Linked DNA regions of Drosophila melanogaster: region 1 is linked to region 2. The links are chromatin contacts, called in public Hi-C maps. All regions are on one chromosome and are shown on one strand. The core of a region is the stretch at or near the end of the contact, and the rest is flanking DNA. Distances in the headings are between cores, read along the strand shown.

What was found. Hi-C and Micro-C count contacts between places; a contact is called where the count stands out from the background.
Region 1: a contact with region 2 is called in a Hi-C map of the Kc167 cell line, with 6 times the contacts expected there. A contact is called at or near these places in 2 of 107 Hi-C or Micro-C datasets (the Clone 8 cell line and the Kc167 cell line).

Annotation. Positions count from the first base shown.
Region 1 is chr2L:4,028,538-4,032,895 of dm6, reverse strand. ed (echinoid) reads right to left here and starts at 1,519. Exons shown (of 9, transcript NM_001273084.1): 1 at 1,341-1,519; 2 at 127-473. The coding sequence starts at 220.
Region 2 is chr2L:3,654,914-3,659,408 of dm6, reverse strand. for (foraging) reads left to right here and starts at 2,456. Exons shown (of 10, transcript NM_205904.2): 1 at 2,456-2,687; 2 at 3,824-4,139.

The sequences.
Region 1 (4,358 bases), core at 270-2,769, 370 kb before region 2:
CCCTATAGATATTTAAGTTCTGGAATAATGCTCGAGAAAAGCTGGGTAATCTTCTTAGCAATTATATACATATATAACTCCATTGCAAACAAAAAGCTTCTTATCAAACGAACAAAGTAAACTTACCGATGAGAAAAAAGTTGCATATAGTCGTTGCTGCTCTCCTCGCACTCCTGCTATTGACTATTGCCGTCCCTTTCGTGGTAGTTTTTCGCCTCATTTTGTGACTATATTTTGAATATATTTTGTATATGTTTCTACTGTTTTTGCTTATCTTTGGGTGCTACTCTCAATTCCCTTTGCAAAAACAATTTTTGCTACTTTTGCTGGACTTCTTATTCCAATTCGCAGTTAGTGGTGTTGTTGCAACGCTCCATTGCGTTGGTTAATGTTTTTATGCTTTCGACGATATAGTATTTTTTATTTATTGCACACGAAACTTTGAACGGATAGCCGAAAACGAAGAAGAACAACTGAAAAGGGTTAAGAATGGTGTTGTTGATTAGAAATTGCTCGGCTTTGTGGGGTTAAGATGTTGTATGTGGTTCCACGGGCATTCTTGTTTTTTATTAGTTATTCAAGTGCAGTTTATGTTTATAATCCAAGTCCTTATGGCAGTTGTTGTATTATCACTAATTCTTTTAAGTTGTATCCATCCATTGTTTTTTTTTTTTCATAAATTTGCAATAATTAATAATATATTTTTTATTATTAATATATCAAAAAAATTTAACAGGTTTTTTTTACTTTGTTTAAGTTTTCTTTTTCATCTCATTTATCCATATCTTTGCTTCGCCTTTATCTACCTCTCCTTTTTCACAGTTATAACTGCATTTATGCTTCACACTTTTTCGTGCTTGTTGTTGCTTTAGAGTTGCAACATGTTTTTATTGCTTTTGTTGTACTTTTGAGCAGGTAAGAAAATCACTTAAAAGGTTTCCAAGAAACACACCAATACACGTTATACACACAATCACACGCACGCATACACATACACACGAAATGGACGCTAAACCTGTTTCCCAGGTAAATCGGTAAAGATGTGCGAGTGCGAGGGGGACAGAGCGATCGTCAGAGATCGTGGATAAAACGGGAGGGAGGGAGCGAGATAGAGATGACGCAGATGCTGCGTTTTTTTCTTATTTATCTTAGCTTCGTTTCCTTTTCTTAAAGTTTTAACTGTTGTTTATTCGAAATAAATCTATTATTTTGTATTTATTGTTGCTTGCTTGCATTGTTTTGATTTTGTATACCGTTGCTTTTGGTCTTTCCACTGCCACTGAAACCACACACACACATACACTGTGCACAGTAATTTTGTATAAATTTCAATTTTATACCTCAAATTTAGTATATTTTCTGCGTTTTACCCAATAAATTGGGACTGTTGTTGTTGCTGCTGCTGAGTTGTTGTTCGCACACACGCGGAAATCGACGAAAAACGCGGCGGGAAATTCAGACAACGCGCGCTCACTTTTCCACGAAGCGTTCGATCCGAAATGGGAAAACACACAGAGAAAGGGAAACGAAAATTTGAGCCGCAGCCGCAAAATTCAAGTTCCACAACACAGTCCGCACAAGTTCGAGTCGAACGCGTTTGATGAGAGCCGTTAACAGCGCTGTTAAGTTAAGCTAACATGTTTGACTCGACTTTTATTAAGAGAACATAATAGCGAATTTCTCTTAAGTTTGATTATATTCAGAAAACAAATAATAAATGTTGCCTTTATATTTTAGGCATGTAATGTTTTCAACAAAAGAACCAATAAATTTGAAATAATTTTAAAATTGTTTTTAAGTTTAAATCATCATGTAGTTTCTTTTATATGTAACTTTTAAGGAGAAGTAAACCCATTTTGGAAAAAAAATTGTTTCATTTGGTTTTAAAAACATTGTATGCGTATTTATATATTTTATATTTTTTTCGTCGATAACGGACCCAAATGGTGAAAATGAGCCTAAGGCAGCAACGAATAGAAGCAATTTTGTATGGAAATTCAATTTGCCTTTAGCAACATGTTGCATTTTCCTAGAGGTTTTGAGTGCCTTTTTCCAAGAAAACTCGTTTCTTTGGCCAACAAGAAAAACCAGTCGGGAAATTAGTCAAGAAAAATATAAATAAGAAAAGCCAGCAACAAGTTGGTTTTAAACCAGAGGGAATGGTATAGTCGAGTTTCTCGACTATCAGATACCCGTTACTCAGCTAGTGAAAATGCGAATGCGAAATGCGAAAGTGTTAGAAAGTGTGTTGCTAAATCGATTCGGCTATTGTTCCTGATCCTGAATATATATACTTTATAAAGTTGGAAACGCTTCCTTCTGCCTGTTACATACTTTTCAACGAATTAAGTATACCCTTTAACTGTACGAGTGACGGGTATAAGAGTGGTGCGAAAGGTGCGGCGATAGTGTACATGCAACAAGTTCGAGCTTGAAGGCAAGTAAACTTCGTTAAGTTCGCACATAGCTATGTCCATCTCTTTCGCACCCCCTGTAGCGATCTACATTAAACCAGTTATCTTAAGAGTTTGTGAAGAGACCTCCTTCCTCTTGCACACCTCAAGTAAACCCGTTTTCTAAAAAACACGTTATATTCGAGACGAAAACCTCACTGCTACGACACTCAGCAGCTTAAACCTTTCTTAGACTTTTTTATGACCACACCCACGAGCCAGGTTACAAAAAAAAACTTAAAATTGTTTGTACTTTCAAATAACAATTATACCGTATATAGTATAGTATAGATAGTGTTTAGATTATCCACTAAAATCAGTACGCAATTGTTATAATTTACCCAAACAGTAGCACTAAGTCTTGGTATTATGTAGGGTTTTTTCTTCTTTTTTTCTTTTGAGAAATACCGCGAATGATTGATTTTTTCCGCTTTGTTTCTGAGCAGCTGAAGTGGCTCTGCATATTCAATATTTTTATTTAGCAGTCATGCCACGCGCTTTGCATAATGAATGCATAGGACTTACAAGCAGCCCAAGAATGGTAAATAATTTTAAAACAGATTTTCTGCTCGTTCTGTCTGTTCTGTCGTCGCTGTTCAATGTTTATTGAATTTTTGATTTGGGCCCCAAGGTGATTTCTCCTCATCATAAAACGCCGGACATGTCCCGCTACTAAAGACGCATACAAATGACCTTTGGGTTGGCGGGCTGGCCCCGCCCCCATTTCCCTCAGGTGAAAAGACGACTAGACAACACAACCACTCCCCCCCCCCCATTTTTTTCTTCCTTCCCTCGCTAGGAGCACACGAAAATCCAGCTTAATTATCCCTATCCCTTGCTTAATGTTGCTGTTTACTCGTAGATCCTGGTAATTTCCTTAGCATTACTTTCCTTGCATATTAATCGCCATAAATTTGGGTTAAAATATGTATTAACCATAGGGACAGTCACGGATAAACATTTTTCTACTTCCGTAGCTTTATAGATTACAAATACAACTCTTCTCCCTAAAATCGATTTCAATTTTCATTACTTGATATCTACGACTTCTTCTGAAAAGAGAGGCTTAGATGAGGAAGTCTATATGAAACTCAACTCTTAATTTGAAAAAAAAAAACATTTTCAGAATCACGATGAAGATTAAGAAGAAGGAGTTGAATTTCAAAAAGAAACTGGCTGGCAAAATTAAGAACCCACAACATGATCTGCGGTTTTGAAGACTGCTTGAATTACAAGTGAATTAAAGTTAATACATATATAAAAAATAAGAATAAAAAATAAGTAAAGTTGTAGGCGCATAAGATGAAAACAAAAAATAAAAGCAGGTAATAAACAAGACAACAACAAGAAGCACAAAAAAAAGGTACAATAAGAATATCCATGAAGAAGACGAAATAAAGTGGAAGATGAGAAAGAGAGACAGAGAGAGAAGGAGCAATTCTTCTACCTAAGCAACTTCTTGTTTTTTACCTTCTTATTCTCCTTTTGCCTACCACTTCTTGTTGCACTCACTCCATGTAATAAAAATTGGTAAGAAGTGATGGCGAGGGGTAAGAGAGTTGCGCCAGTTGAGAGAGAAAGAGAGCGAAGCACTATGAGTGAGTGAGATGGAACAGCACTGTCAGTCAAGTTCAAGAAGTCCGAAAAAGAAGTAAAATAAAGCCGCTTAAAAGACAACAAATACAAACAAATACAAAGTGCTACACTCGAGTGTTTCACAAGAAGGATTTTTCATAATATTTAAACATTAATCAAAGTTAATTTCTTATCACTACGCAAAGTTTGCTTATTCATAGCATCGATAAAATACGGGAAACTGTCTTTTCGCCTGCCTTAAATCGCTTGTCTCAAGTACCAGTCTTCAGTCTCCAGTCTCCTGTCTTCAGTCTCCTGTCTTCAGACTCT
Region 2 (4,495 bases), core at 1,207-3,706:
TTAAAAATATTTAAAACAACTCCAAAAATATTAAAATGTTTTCGAGCTTTAAAATAACTTGCATGTTAAGTTTAAAGGTAAATATTAAATTATAAATTCGCTTAAGTATTAAACACAAATCTGTCAGTGTATATTTATTATTGGGTGAGTATGGGGCTGGAGCCACGCCCAGCGCCTAAGCAAATGGCCAAGACTCCATCGTTGGCCTTTCGGTTTTATGGCCTACGCATCATTTGGCTAAAAGAGGCAAAACGGCTTCCACGGAATCCATTTGGAGGCATGTCTTCGACTACAATTTGGGAATACAACAATTTGGAAGAAAAGGCGGAGTGGCATGGTAATCGTTCTATGAAATGCCTAAATAAAATAAATGGCTAAACAGAATTAGAGTGAAAGGAGCTGCGGCCCAAAAGTATGCGGAATGGCGTTTATTCAATGTTATTTATTGGGAAATGCGGTATCGCATTTAGGATATTTTATTTATCATACGGCTGTACATAAGTGGTGAATTTCTTATTTACGACGAACATTATTTGGCTCTTTTTTTATTGCAAGAAATAAGTGTTTTTTCGAAGAAAGGGTAACAATTTTGTTAAACAATTTAGCTTTTAGTATATTATATATTATAAGATCACATCTTTCCACTCTAAAAGCCAACGAAATTAATTAAAAGCGCAATTAATTTGTTTGACAGCTGAAGAAAACAGACGCCAAGCTTTTGGCTTATTTACAATAAGGGGGTAGAATGGGGGGCCAAAATGGCTGAAAGGGGTGAGGGGGCGGCAGGGGAGGCTGGCTTTTTTCTCCTTTCGTTTGTCTGATTCTGTCGGAATAATAAAAGTAATTTAATTTTAATGAAATTGTTAATACGAAAACAATTTCATTTTGCAAAAAGTTTTGCCTGGGCCAAAAGATGGGCAGAGACGGGGGTGGTGGGGTGTGGAGAGAGAGTGAAATTGCTCGTGACAATGAGTGAACGGGAAAACAACAAACAAACAAACAGGAGTGCGAGAGAAAAGAGAAGGCCAAACGAGCAAACACTACGGTACAGAAAATACAAAAATGCCGTCGCAAAGCCAAACAAAAAAGGCACTGCACAAGCGAAAGAGACAGAAGGAGGGAAAGAGAAAGATAGGGAATGCGAGAAATGAAATGCTGATGCGAAGATTTAATAAATGAAATTGGTGTGTGATTAAAAACACAAAAACCAAACGAAATCCATCTAATCAACTTTTGCTGCCGCCTCACTTTTCCTCTACTTTCTCCTCCTCCTTTTCCACCGACCCGTTTCTCCTTTTGTCCTTTCTCCCAGCTGCTATCTCTTTCCTTCCTTCCCGGCGACGTCGACTGCGAGAGCGGCAGAGGGGTGAAAAGAGGGTTGCGAAGTTGGGGAGGGGTGGCACAATACTGGGGGTGGGTGGTCTTAAGTTTGCAACGCCTTCTTGAGGGAAATTCCCGACCAAAGATCCTTGGATTTTTCTAACCTTACGAAATTGTACATAAATAACGGTTAAAATTAATAAATAATTTTTACAATATGTTACTTATTCCACTTAAACATTTATGTTTAATTAAAAAATTTTGAATTTTCAACATGTTTCAAAAAATGTCTTTTTATGTACCATAAAAGATCGGAAAATTCATTCTACCTGTTATATACTTCTTAACAAATCTAGTATACCCTCTTACGAAACGAGTTAAATAGTAAAATTTCCCAGTTTCTTATTCCCCTTTTGGGATTTTCTCTCTTCTCAGGCTCCACCCCTACATATGAGCAGAAAATGGCTCTGAAATGCCTATACATACACATATTTACATACATGACGGCCAGTTGCTATGACATTCTACATCTTACATGCATAATAAATCTGAAATGTAACGTACAACGTAAGTTAGAAATCACTAAAATGAAAAATGGCGCTGTATTAGTTCCAAAAACAAACACCATTTGTCGTAAACGGATAGGCGTTGTGTGCTGTTAGTTCCAAAAGTATACGAGAAAAGTTGAATAAATCATGGCGCAGAGTTAATCCTGCATTGGCAATTTATAATACTAGATTAATTTAAGACCGATCTTGACCAACTTCAATGATGATTTCATTCGGAATGATTATTAAAATCAAACTGATACATCATCTCTGAGAGAACTAGCAGGGAAAATATTATAAATTCTACTACTCTACTAAATCTACTCCTTTCACATAGTATATTTACGTTAACAAACAAAGTACACTTTTATTAATATGAATATTTTGTTATTTGATTAAAGTAATTAATTTGTAGAAAGGATTGAGCATAATATTGTTTTAAATTTTTTTTTTCTATCTCAACGCTAATTCATAACATTGCATCAGAAGAGAAAATAATTTTTTAAAAATTAAGAGAAAAAATGCTAATGTGCTCTTTATTTCATAATATTCGAGTAGTGGTAGCGAGTAAGTTGTTTGTTTCATTTTCAGTCTGTTGGAATTTCTCGTGCTGTGCGGTTGTCATTTGTCGCGATCGTGCTTGGAATTGACTTTAGCGGCATTTTTATAAGAATCAATGCAACGCGTGGTTTTCCTGCAAATTTTGGCACAAGTTCTTAATAAAAGAAAAAAAATATATATATATATGGCATTGGCGTTTATCAGAATAATCCACATCGCCATTTAGTTCGGTGGTTTTTCATCGACTTGTGCTTGTGTGTGCGTGCCACTTGGTTAGTTGTTGCTGCTTTCGCTAGTCGTACGATCTAGCATTTGTGCTCAATTCTGAATTCTAAAATAAAACAACAACTAGCGTTTTCCATATGTGCAACTATTTGCCTTAAAAAGCAATTAAAGCAAAGGCAGTGGTTAAAGTTGACTAAATATTAGTAAAACGTGAATTGTGAATGCAGTTTTGGTGCATTAAGCGAAGAGAGTGGAAGAGAGAGCGGCTCTCTTTTAGTTTGTGATTTCAAAGTGGAAAATTATTAATTCAAATGCAGTCTGCAATTAATTTCATGGAAAATCACTTGTTAGCTGCTCGTTCGCTCTGTCTCTTTCGCACTTCAGCTGACGAATTTTCCGTGCTAAACTTGACACTTTTCAGTCCATCATTCCAACTAATTCTTTGACTGCAGTTTTGCGTCGCATTTCCTTTCTACGCCGATCTGCCTCTTTGCCTTTCTTTTCTCTGATATATTTCAACAGAAGCTCAGTTGTTGTTGTAACTACTCCTCCTCCTTTTTGTTACTTGCTGCTTGTTTTTGTTGCTCGTCATGTACAATTTTTTCCAATTTGTGCGCCTTTTCATATTTTATTCTGCCGCGCTGTTTTTCTGTTTTCTGTTTCTGTCTCGCCGCCGCTACTATTTTTAGCAACAAGTATGGCTGATGTTGTTGTTGCTGCCGCTCAAGTTAACTACGCTACGCTGGCAGAAACAACAACAAGTCAAACTATGCGGAGCGAGAGAGAGTGAACTGAAAACAAAAAGAGTGAGCGATAAAATCCGCGAGAAAGAGTACAGTGGGGCTCGACTTAAATTATCATATTAAGCCAGATCACAAGTATTAACAAATCGAATGTTCTTAAATCCAATAAGCGTTAATCAGCAATGTTGATCAAAAGTTTTAAAATTATTTAATCGATATCAGTGAACTATTGAATACTATTGGTAAAAGCTCAGTCTTGTTTGCATCTTCAAGTGGGGGTCCCACTGTATTCGACTCAGGTGATAACAATAACAGCGACGAGTGAGAGAACTCTCTCTCACTCTCTCTCCTTCATTTCATTTCCCAATCTTTCGTGTTCGTGTTCTGTGGCTAATAGCATTTAAATTTTAATGCCCAATTTCATAGAAACGCAACGCAAGTGGAAAGACTCGAGAAAACAAAAGTGCAGGCCGTCTAAATTGATGGCGAAGTTTCGTGTGCCGCCTGCATTTCATTTATAAATATATTTTCGGCCTTAATTCTGTGCTTCCTGTGAATTAACGAGGAAACTGAAGAGTGCGCGAGCGAGACAGCCGATCACAAATCAACAAGTGGAAACGAAGAAACTTTCTTCGCAAAAGCCGGCTGATCGCAACAACAAGAAGAAAAGAGAGCGATTCTCTGCGACTGGAACCATAACATTTACATCGACCCTGGAATTTCTTCACTTTTCGTCCAACATGTAAGCTCCATTTTAATATGCAATTACTGTTCGCTGTTGTCGAACAGCAACTTATTTATTCATACTTATTGTTTATTTATGGATTTATGCCGCCTACGAACTTTGTGATTGCACAATCGTTCGGCCTTTGAATAATTTTTTTTTTCGCCAAGGCGCCCTTTTGTCTATATACCCATCTCTTTCGACTGCTCCAGTGCTGTCTTTTTCTGGTCCGTGCTTTGAATAAACAATTAAGGCTCAGGGTCTTTAAGCCCTTTTCTCCGCCTTAGAGCCGAAAGTGATTGTTGTAATTTATAATTTATATTTCCTTTCTTAATAAATAAATAAATAGTCAAGTTTATGTTTGAGTTTTATGA